3 separate regions of the Triticum aestivum genome follow, and regions 2 and 3 are each linked to region 1. Evidence: chromatin contacts called from public Hi-C data. All regions are on one chromosome and are shown on one strand. The core of a region is the stretch at or near the end of the contact, and the rest is flanking DNA. Distances in the headings are between cores, read along the strand shown.

What was found. Hi-C and Micro-C count contacts between places; a contact is called where the count stands out from the background.
Region 2: a contact with region 1 is called in a Hi-C map of leaf, with 5 times the contacts expected there. The contact joins the promoter of LOC123159185 here to the enhancer-like site in region 1. A contact is called at or near these places in 3 of 5 Hi-C or Micro-C datasets (all in leaf) and 1 of 1 datasets of contacts at active chromatin or transcription factors (leaf).
Region 3: a Hi-C map of leaf shows a contact between it and region 1, with 4 times the contacts expected there. The contact joins the promoter of LOC123161147 here to the enhancer-like site in region 1. A contact is called at or near these places in 3 of 5 Hi-C or Micro-C datasets (all in leaf).

Annotation. Positions count from the first base shown.
Region 1 is chr7B:170,091,602-170,094,524 of IWGSC CS RefSeq v2.1, reverse strand. It overlaps LOC123156409 (G patch domain-containing protein TGH homolog), which reads right to left. Exons shown (of 18, transcript XM_044574541.1): 17 at 2,157-2,220; 18 at 1,723-2,031. Among protein-coding and RNA genes, the nearest start is that of LOC123156409, 13 kb to the right of the region's middle. Within about 2 kb of position 1,449, at least 5 of the 8 cell types and tissues checked have an H3K27ac peak or open chromatin away from gene starts, as enhancers often do. A contact at or near this core is called in leaf, where this site is marked.
Region 2 is chr7B:170,282,814-170,285,781 of IWGSC CS RefSeq v2.1, reverse strand. It overlaps LOC123159185 (putative phospholipid-transporting ATPase 9), which reads right to left and starts at 1,585. Exons shown (of 11, transcript XM_044577013.1): 1 at 269-1,585. The coding sequence starts at 667. It overlaps LOC123159186, which reads left to right. Exons shown (of 2, transcript XM_044577015.1): 2 at 2,320-2,759.
Region 3 is chr7B:170,338,416-170,341,648 of IWGSC CS RefSeq v2.1, reverse strand. LOC123161147 (sulfofructose kinase) reads right to left here and starts at 1,858. Exons shown (of 10, transcript XM_044578995.1): 1 at 1,506-1,858; 2 at 1,335-1,409; 3 at 1,139-1,191; 4 at 815-965; 5 at 426-536; 6 at 19-145. The coding sequence starts at 1,802.

The sequences.
Region 1 (2,923 bases), core at 200-2,699:
GTCGGCATTGTATAGGCTAGCATTGGTCCAATTTGCAAGCAACTACTACTACGTGGTATTTAATTTGACTCTAGAGCCTGGAGACATATCACCAGTCGTGATCCTTATTGGAGGACCATGTGGTCATCACCAAAACGCCAGCAAATTCAAAATCAATGCGTTTGTTCACGTATGCGAATTGCCCAAGTGATTGAGCTCCAAGTCAAACGAACAAGCGCGCTTTGGTTATTGGGGGCTGCGCACGTAGAGGAGTTGTTGCCATTCATGGAAGAAGCTTAAGTAAGCAGCATTTGTTGTTTATTAGCTCGCATATCTGGCTATTATATGCCTTAAATCTTTTGCATTCCTGGCCTTTGGAACGTCCGAAAAGATATCCCTTCTCGGAGCACGGTTAAACTAGTATACTAGTAGTAGTGGTACAAAAGGACGCCAGATGTACTTAGGGAAAGACACGATCTCTCCTCGACCACGCAAAAAGAAACAAAGGCACGGTGACAAAGTTCGTCACCACCACTTCCCTCGGTATCATCTCCCGATGTAAAACACACACTACTCGCGACACTTTGCACGCCATCCCGGCCTCACCTGATTGAGTGATTAGCTGTTACCGTCGGCGCGATTATACTTAACTGAATTCCACTGTCCAAGAAGACGCATGTGCTAGAACAAGACGAGTTCGCGCTAGCTAGCTACCTAGTCTGTGCGCAGCACACTTGTCTTCCTCCCGATGCGTGCAGCGCAGCGCAGCGCGTCGATCGTGTCCGTTTGCAAAGCTGCTGCTATATGTAGTCCGTCCACCTGCGTCCGTCCGTCCGTGCACGGGTCCGCGTCGATCGTATCAATCAGTCGGTCGGGCGAATCCGACGTGCCGTGACGCCCGTCGTGGACTGGACGGGCGCGGATGCCCCGCCTTCTCTTTCGCTTTGTGGTCGGGGGAGAGGAGGAGGGTTGGTGGCCGGTAGGTTAACCACCTCCTTCGTGTTGCGCGGGCGGGCGGGTGATCGCCCAACCAACAGCTCGCTCGCTCGCTCTTATCCGGGGCAACAGCAGCCGGCGTCGCCTTGCGCCCGTCACCACCACGCACGACCACCAAGCACAGCAGACCGCGCCACACGTCCTACTACCATGCTGACATAACATAACATACCCCTAATCCTAATGCAAGGCGGTCGTCCGGTGCAAGTAGATAGGGTCCAATCAGCCTAGCAGCACGAGAGTACATAAACTATTAACACCAAAAAGGATCTCCCGCGTCAGATGCTGCTGGAAAGAGAGACAGATCCTATGGGGCGCCTTTTCTCTTTTCTCGGCGCCGCTGACGCCGTATCTTGCGGCGACAGCGATCGGCGGGCGACGGCGACGCCGGGCCCGTCGCAGTTGGGCAGCAAACAGAAGCTGGACCAGGCGAGGGCGACGCGTGCGTGCGTTGGAGATGCTGGATTGGAATGGCATCCCGTGCGTGGACCCAAGGGAGCCCAAGAATCGAATCTTCCAGGCTTCTCCCGCGGGAGTCATCATGCCTGCCTGGTGCTCCTGTAGTAGAGTCTGCATGAAGCGAGTGCGCCTTTTTGACACCGGTCCTCGTCATGTACACAGATGAGCTAGTACACGAGTGCTTCACCAGGCTTCGTTCTGGCGTCCGAGCTCTTTACCGTGTGGTGGTTGCTGTTTCGCTGGGCATTTGCATCAAAACCACAGGTGCGCAAGCACACAAGCAACACGGAGAACGAACCTTTTCTTGTCCTAGACCGATATACATTGTGTTGGCATGACAGAAACAGTACTTGTAACAGAAAACAACAACACCGAAATTGATAATCTAAATGCTATGTCAATGACAACCCAATTCTCTTCTATTTACACCTGTTCACGCCTGGCAGTTTGGGTTGTGCAAGGATCTTCAGAGACAGTCTTCCGGAACGGAACGAATTTATGACATGACATACAACAGGAGGTAGAGGCACGATGGCAACAGAAACTCCACATACAAAGGAAGACCGCATGCACAACCCGAATCTCAGTAACTACTACTTCCTCCGTTCCGAATTACTTGTCTTCGATTTGTCTAGATACAAATGTATCTAGACTCATTTTAGTGTTAGATACCTCTGTATCTAGACAAATCTAAAACAAGTAATTCGGAACGGAGGGAGTACGCAAGAAGCTTCCGGGCTCATCAAATAGTTTTGGATGACTGGATAACACGGTATCAACTTGTAACTGCAACAACACAAAACGTGTACGTTAGTTGTCCTTGCTCAACAGAAATGCCACAAAGTTGGCTAATAATAAGGGTAGTGCAAGGAAGAAATCAAGACAGAAAAGACAGAAGCCACATCAGGGCTGTAACTCAAAGAATGACTATCCAAAAAACAGGCAACATCTATCAGCCAAATCCGGCCGCATTGTGTTTCTGATGAAGAAAGCATCATGATCACCAAGAGATGTAAATAAACTAGAAAAATATAAACATTCAGGTCGCCATAGTTTGGCTCAAACCAAGCCCATTCCCAGCTAGTTTCCTGCCAAACTCAGCAATTCTTGGATGGAAAACACAACTAGTCTCGTAACCCTTTGGAATTGGGCTTCAAGTAACACCAAGATAACTTTCACTGGTTATATGCAATTTCTTTAAGATTAATATAACTTTGCTAACCGCAATAGTCTGATATGCAAGTGTAGGACACATGAATTTGCATGGAGCGAAGCAACACAGTTGACTTAGGTAAGTGTTGTAAAGCAGCACTCGTAGTGCTGCCCAGGTATGTACAGGATACCAGCTTGGCCCAGAACAAAACACCATTTGGAAGACCAAACCAACAAGGATCAAATTAGCAGCGCTAGCACACAACTTAAGCTTTGAATTTCCCTTTTTCTTTTTTGCTTCCACTTATAGTTCTACAAAAACACTAGAATGGTTTCG
Region 2 (2,968 bases), core at 336-2,835, 190 kb before region 1:
CTCCCTACTTTGTCTTATCATACAAAAAAATCCTTTCAAGATGCAAGCCCAGATATGCAACTGAATAAAAAAAACACCTCATCATCAAGAAAAAGGAAAACCCGTACGTCCTTGTTAAGCAGTTCATGAAACCAGTGGAAAGGTCAGATTATGTGCAGGCATGTTAAGTTCTTGTGAATCACAACATACTATTCATGAGTCGAAAGAAAGCTCGTTAAATATGATTCATTTGTGGTAGGATTTGAACAGAAGATAACAGAAACGATACCTGTTGTTTCCTCCTCCAATCCTCAACCCCCTCTTTCAACATGGTCGCCGTAATCACGAACGACAATGGCAGTAGCGCGCTTACCGCCGAGTAGGGCGCGAGTGGGGTCAAAGTGAGGATCCCTGAGACGAGGAAGTAGAAGTTGGCCACCCTCCGGAACTGCTCAAAGAGGGACTTGGGCACGAAGGTGACCAACGAGTACTTGGTAGTGGACACCTCATTTCTTGGGTAACTGAAGCCCTCCTCTTCATGCTTGTCTGGATCATTGACGTAGACGACTCGGGAGAACCCCGCCGTGCCAATCTTGGAGTGATCTTCGGTGGCGCCCTTGGCGCAGAGCGCGAAGCTGTACAACGTGCTCAGCTTCAGCTTCTCCAGCCTCCTCCTTACCCGTGCCATTTTGACACAAGAACCAGATCACCACACCAGACTAGTACTGCCCAGGGCTCACCAGGCTCAGCTCTCTTGGTTACTGCCGAGATTACTGAACTTTTGGCCTCAAACTTACTGAGCTGAATCTGAAAATTCAGCCCTCAAGGACCAGTGAATGAATCAGGAACAAATCACTGGACCCCCCCCCCCCCCCCTCTGAGCGAGAAGAAGTCAGATTTCAGGTGTGAACCCAAGAAACGCCTCGCAATAAATTCGGGGCGCGCTCCCACCCACCAAGAAAGGCTCCACCGCCCCCACCTACCTAAAAAAAGCAGGCGAGGCAGCCACACGAGGAACTGGACAGCACTGGACTAAATCACCTGACCGGGAACGCCTCAACAGAGCTCCGAGATCCCGCCCTGCCGCGGCGCGGCGACGGCGGCGTCCGGCCGGAACCCCCTCCGCCCCTGAACTCCCGCGTCCCGGAATCCCAGCTCCAGGCGGCAGCGCGGGGGACCCTGATCCATGCGGCGAGGCAGCGGGCGTTTCTTGTTTCTGTCCGTCCGTCCGTCCTCCGAGAAACGTCCCCGGGAAAGCAACTTATTGGGCGGAGGAATCCGGCGGGTGGGGGAGGGGCGGCAATGCGCGCGAAGCAGCGGCCGGCAAGGAAGGAACAAGGGCGGGACGGGACCGAACCGACGCGCACGAACGCACGCACGCGGTTTCTTTGTTGCGCGGCGGACGAATCCAAGACGGGACGCGGACACGGAAGCGGAAGGCTTGGGATAGGGGGAGGGAGGAAAATTCGAAGCTTTGCCGAGGAAGAGACGGGGGAGCGGGGTCAAATGGAAGAAGGGAGAAGGGTGGAGGAGTAGGGGACGGACGGGGGATGAGAGAACGGAGGTGGGGAGAGAGAGGCAGAGTCGTGGGCGTGTGCGTGTGCGTGTGCGCGGGGTGGGGGAGGGGTTCTTGGGCTGGCCGGTTTGGTTGTTGGCGCCGCTGCTGCTACTGCTGTGCCTGTCGTGACTGTGTGCTGCCTGGCGCTTTGCCCTTTGGGGGTGGGTAAAACGTGTGCTGTCCGGTAGTAAGATGTGGATTTTACTTGTATCTTTCCATTTATGAAATGATTTTACTCTTTCCTTTCCTTGTGTGTACTACTCCTACATTATTCCTTACCTTGTATACTTACATTGTTATTCTTTTGAACAAACCTTGCCTTGTATATTAGGTATTGCTATATTTACCACGGCGGTTTAATGAATCTCTCAGGAGATTACGGTTTGGCATGGCAATATATCGTTCCTCCGTGTTGATTAGATATCATGATTGCATAAAAAAAATCAAATCTTCTCTTTTTAAGAAAATCCATAGCATCGAAACTTCATGTTCACCATGAAACACATTTACTTTCATAACCCCTTCCCTCAACGAAAAACCGTAAACATACATTTAAAGGCGTAAACGAACGTTACAACCTCGCGTAGTCACTTGTATATTTATAGCCCATTGATTATACTTATTCTCTATAGTTTTTTCTAATTTCATTTTGTGTGCAATTGTTAGTTTTTCGCAAACTGAGTGTAGCTCAGATGGTTAGGTTCCTTGTGATGGAACGTGTCCACCAGGGTTTAAATCCTAGACTTGGCATTGATGCTCACATATTTCTTGATTTATTTCAGACTTTCCTACCATGTTTGTTCAGTGAGAGGAGACGTTCCCACCAACAATGAGGCATCTATGATGATTTTGTCAATCTCAAGATGTTGTGTTCGACTCGATATCTTGGAGGTGCTCATAGGGATAGCCTATGGTGACTTTGCCAATTCAAGATGTTGTGTTTGGCTCGGTATCTTGGAGGTGCTCGCAGGGGCAGCCTATGGTGACTTCGTCAATCTTAAGATGTTGTGTTCAGCTCGGTATCTTGGAGGTGCTCGTAGGGGTAGCCTATGGTGACTTCGTCAATCTCAAGATGTTGTGTTCGGCTTGATATCTTGAAGGTGCTCGTAGGGGTAGCCTATGGTGACTTCGTAAATTTCAAGATGTTGTGTTCGGCTCGGTATCTTGGAGGTGCTTGTAGGGGTAGCCTATGGTGACTTTGTCAATTTCAAGAAGTTGTGTTTGGCTCGGTATCTTGGAGGTGCTCATAGGAGTAACATATGGTGACTTCTTCAGTCTCAAGATATTGTGTTCGGCTCGGTATCTTGGAGGTGCGCGTAGGGGTAGCCTATGGTGACTTCGTCAATCTCAAGATGTTGTGTTCGGCTCGGTATCTTGGGGGTGCTCATAGGGGTAGCCTATGGTGACTTCGTCAATCTCAAGATGTTGTGT
Region 3 (3,233 bases), core at 609-3,108, 250 kb before region 1:
GAACTACAATAAACTCACCTGTCATACTTCTTTCAAGCATTAAGCAACCTTTTTCTCCCCGGGTTACAATAACGAACTTGAGATTAGGTAACCTTAGAAGCATGTGTACCAAAGCAACTGGTGTCGATGAGGCTCCTGTCCAGGCCTGCATATTAAGATTAGGCGAAAAGAATATAACTATAGGAATACTAGGGATCTCAGATGCTGAACAAGGTGATTAGGTAAGCCTTGCTGCTCAAATGACTTTAATCAATTGTGCTAAGGAATAACCATCAAACAAAAGATATCCACAGAAGCTTCTCAAAACATCAAACTCCTTGACTAAGGTAATGTAGTAAATAATTAAAGATGCGTAGGTACAGTTACAGCATACAACATAATGTAGCAGAGCTTACTCTGTTGTCGTTGGAAACAAAAAAACTCACCTGAGGAAATTTTGCAGAGCATACAACATATGATGCAAAATTCAGAAGGTCATCCAATCCCTCCCGCTTTTTCTCTGCGTCGACCAAAATAGGAATTTTTCTTTGGCTTGCCTGCACTGGATTGATCCCATAAACGAAGATAAATCTCAACAACAATGTGATGAGAGAGAAAACAAGAACAGAAAAAAAAATTGCAACATTAAGACAGAGGAAGTTATGGGTTGATTTTTGTGCGACATGCCGACATTCAGACATAACACAAGACTTTTGTTTCTGATATTATTGGCTGATCATCAATGTATGGAAGTGAAGTCGAATATTATGTATGCACTCATGTTTAAAATGCCTATAATAAGATGAAATGTTATGTTGAGGCAGGAAAATGTTACCTCTTCTGCAACAAGCAAAGCAGTCTCATGCAGTCTAACATCAAAATACACCATGTCTACGCCATGTAAAGCAGCCAACAAGTTTTCCTTTGTGAGCTCCTCAGGCTTCATTGGGGGATAACCAGGAGTGTGTATGCAAGTACGAGTTTTCCTGAAAACGAAAAAGGGGGAATAAAACAATGGTAAGGAGCAAAATACTCGTGCCTATATCTGTAGTAACATCGTCATTTGCAAAACAGAGTGGTAAGGAATACGAGAATGAAGATCACGTGTATAAAAACAGGACAACAACAGCACAGTTTGTTCTTTGGATTTGTCACTCACGTCTGGTTATCGACGATTATATAGGTGAACGGTGAATTCCCCCCATCTGCTATCTGGAGTACGAAGATATATTTAGCCATATAAAGGAAGTAGGATTAGGATGGATGAATGCTGCTGCTATGATAAAACAAAGGACCATGATATGGGAATGGAATAATGGAGTAAGCCAATTACAATACTGCATTACGTATTATACCGTCATATAGGAAGTGTCTACTCCGTCGTCTTGCAGCTCCTTGAGAATGTTTTTTCCCAGTGCATCATTGGACGCCTACTCCAGAAGTAAGAGCAAGGAGTGAGCAGTGGGGTGATGTCGAGCGAAGGAACTAGGTAGGTGGTGATAGTGAAGGACGGGTGCGGCCTTTACCTTGGATATAATCCTTGGGCTGAGGCCCAGGCGAGCGGCTCCGGTGAGGGCGTTGCCGGCGTTGCCACCTCCCTCGACCTTGAGCGCGAGGCTGCGGATCTTGTCGTCGGGGTTGGGGAAAGAGGCGACGGTGGCGAGGTAGTCCACGGAGACGGCGCCGCAGCCGAGCACGAGGGGCTTGGATTGCTGGGGGGCGGAGGCGAAGGCGGCCATGGGAGGTGGGCAGCGGCGCCGGCGGGGAGGAGGAGAGGAAGGAGGATTGATCGGAAGTGGAGGGATGTGCAGCAGCGTCAGCATTATTTTTCTTTTTCCTTTCTTTATGGAAACTATATCAAACAAGTCAACTTGACGGCGATGAGAGGTCCAAGCGAAACCATCTTCCATAAACACAAACCAACTTGCGGATAAGGCAGGCCGGACATCACATGGATTCACCGGGTCAGCCCACTCCACCTTTTTTGGCGCTGAAGCTGGAGTTTTTTTTTTAGATTCGTTGATTCAAAACATTTTATATCTTGAATTGTGTGTCAAAAACCACCGAACTGTTTTCATTATTTGATTTCTCGCGTTGAGATCTTCGAAATTAGATCGCATGTTAATAGATTTTGCTGAACTTTTTTCATGAAAAAATAGAAACCAGGAAAAAAATGAAAACCTGAAAAAAAACGAATACCACGGAAAATCTGACAAAAAATAAAACTGAAAAAAAACAAAAACGATGCCAAAAAAGAAAGAAAAAATTCAGCCCGAATGGTTGCGTTTTTTTAAAGGACGGGACATGCTTTTCTTTCTTTCGGTTTTTACATTTTTCTGAAAGCACATGATGTGCTACTTGTAGAAGCACAAGCCGTGCTTTTTTATTTTTAGTAGAAGCACGGTTATGCATCTCGTGGAAGCAAATATGTGCTTCTCGTGAAAGCATAAGCAGTGCCTTTGGCCAAAAAAAAAACCGTGCTTCTGGCAGAAGCAAATATGTGCTTACACTTAGCACAAAGTTGTTTTCGCGAGAAGCACACATAACTTTTCCATCAAAAGCACTACATGTGATTCCACAAGAAGCACGGCATATATTTTTTCAAGAAGCAAAGATGTGCTTCGCACAAGAAATCTTTAAAACCTAGAAAAAACCAGGCAAAAAACAAAATGCCAACAAAACTCTAAAACCCAGAAACACATACATAAAAATAAAAAGATAAAATTAAGGGGCAGCGTTCGGCACAGGGCCGGTCCTAAGATTTTGAGGGCCCGGGGCGAAAGTAAAATTTTGGGCTTATTAATACTCGTAATAATATGTGGATTGCATATGACTATACAATCATGTCACGGCACATAATTCATAAGTAAATCTCTAAAATAATTTTTTGAACTTTGGATCGTAAAATGCACGAAGACAAAAATAGGAAGTACATAATATAGATTAAATGACTTTTTTAATTGCACAAGAGTTTAAAGCTCTTGAATTTGCAATGATGGGAGTGAATATACATGCAATCACATAAGACAATTTGTAAGGGCTGTAAACTCAAATCTATTGAAAATAAATTTGTGCCAAAATACCGCAAAAAATCCTATGAAAATATCTCATTCCAATCTAAGAAACTTTCAGCACTAAAGTTCTACAATTTACTTAAAGTAAAAGCAGCTTCACCATTGGTCCAATTAATTAGTTTAACAGAAGTGATATAATTTGTAAGTATGATTACAAGCATGTATACCTCACAAATGGCT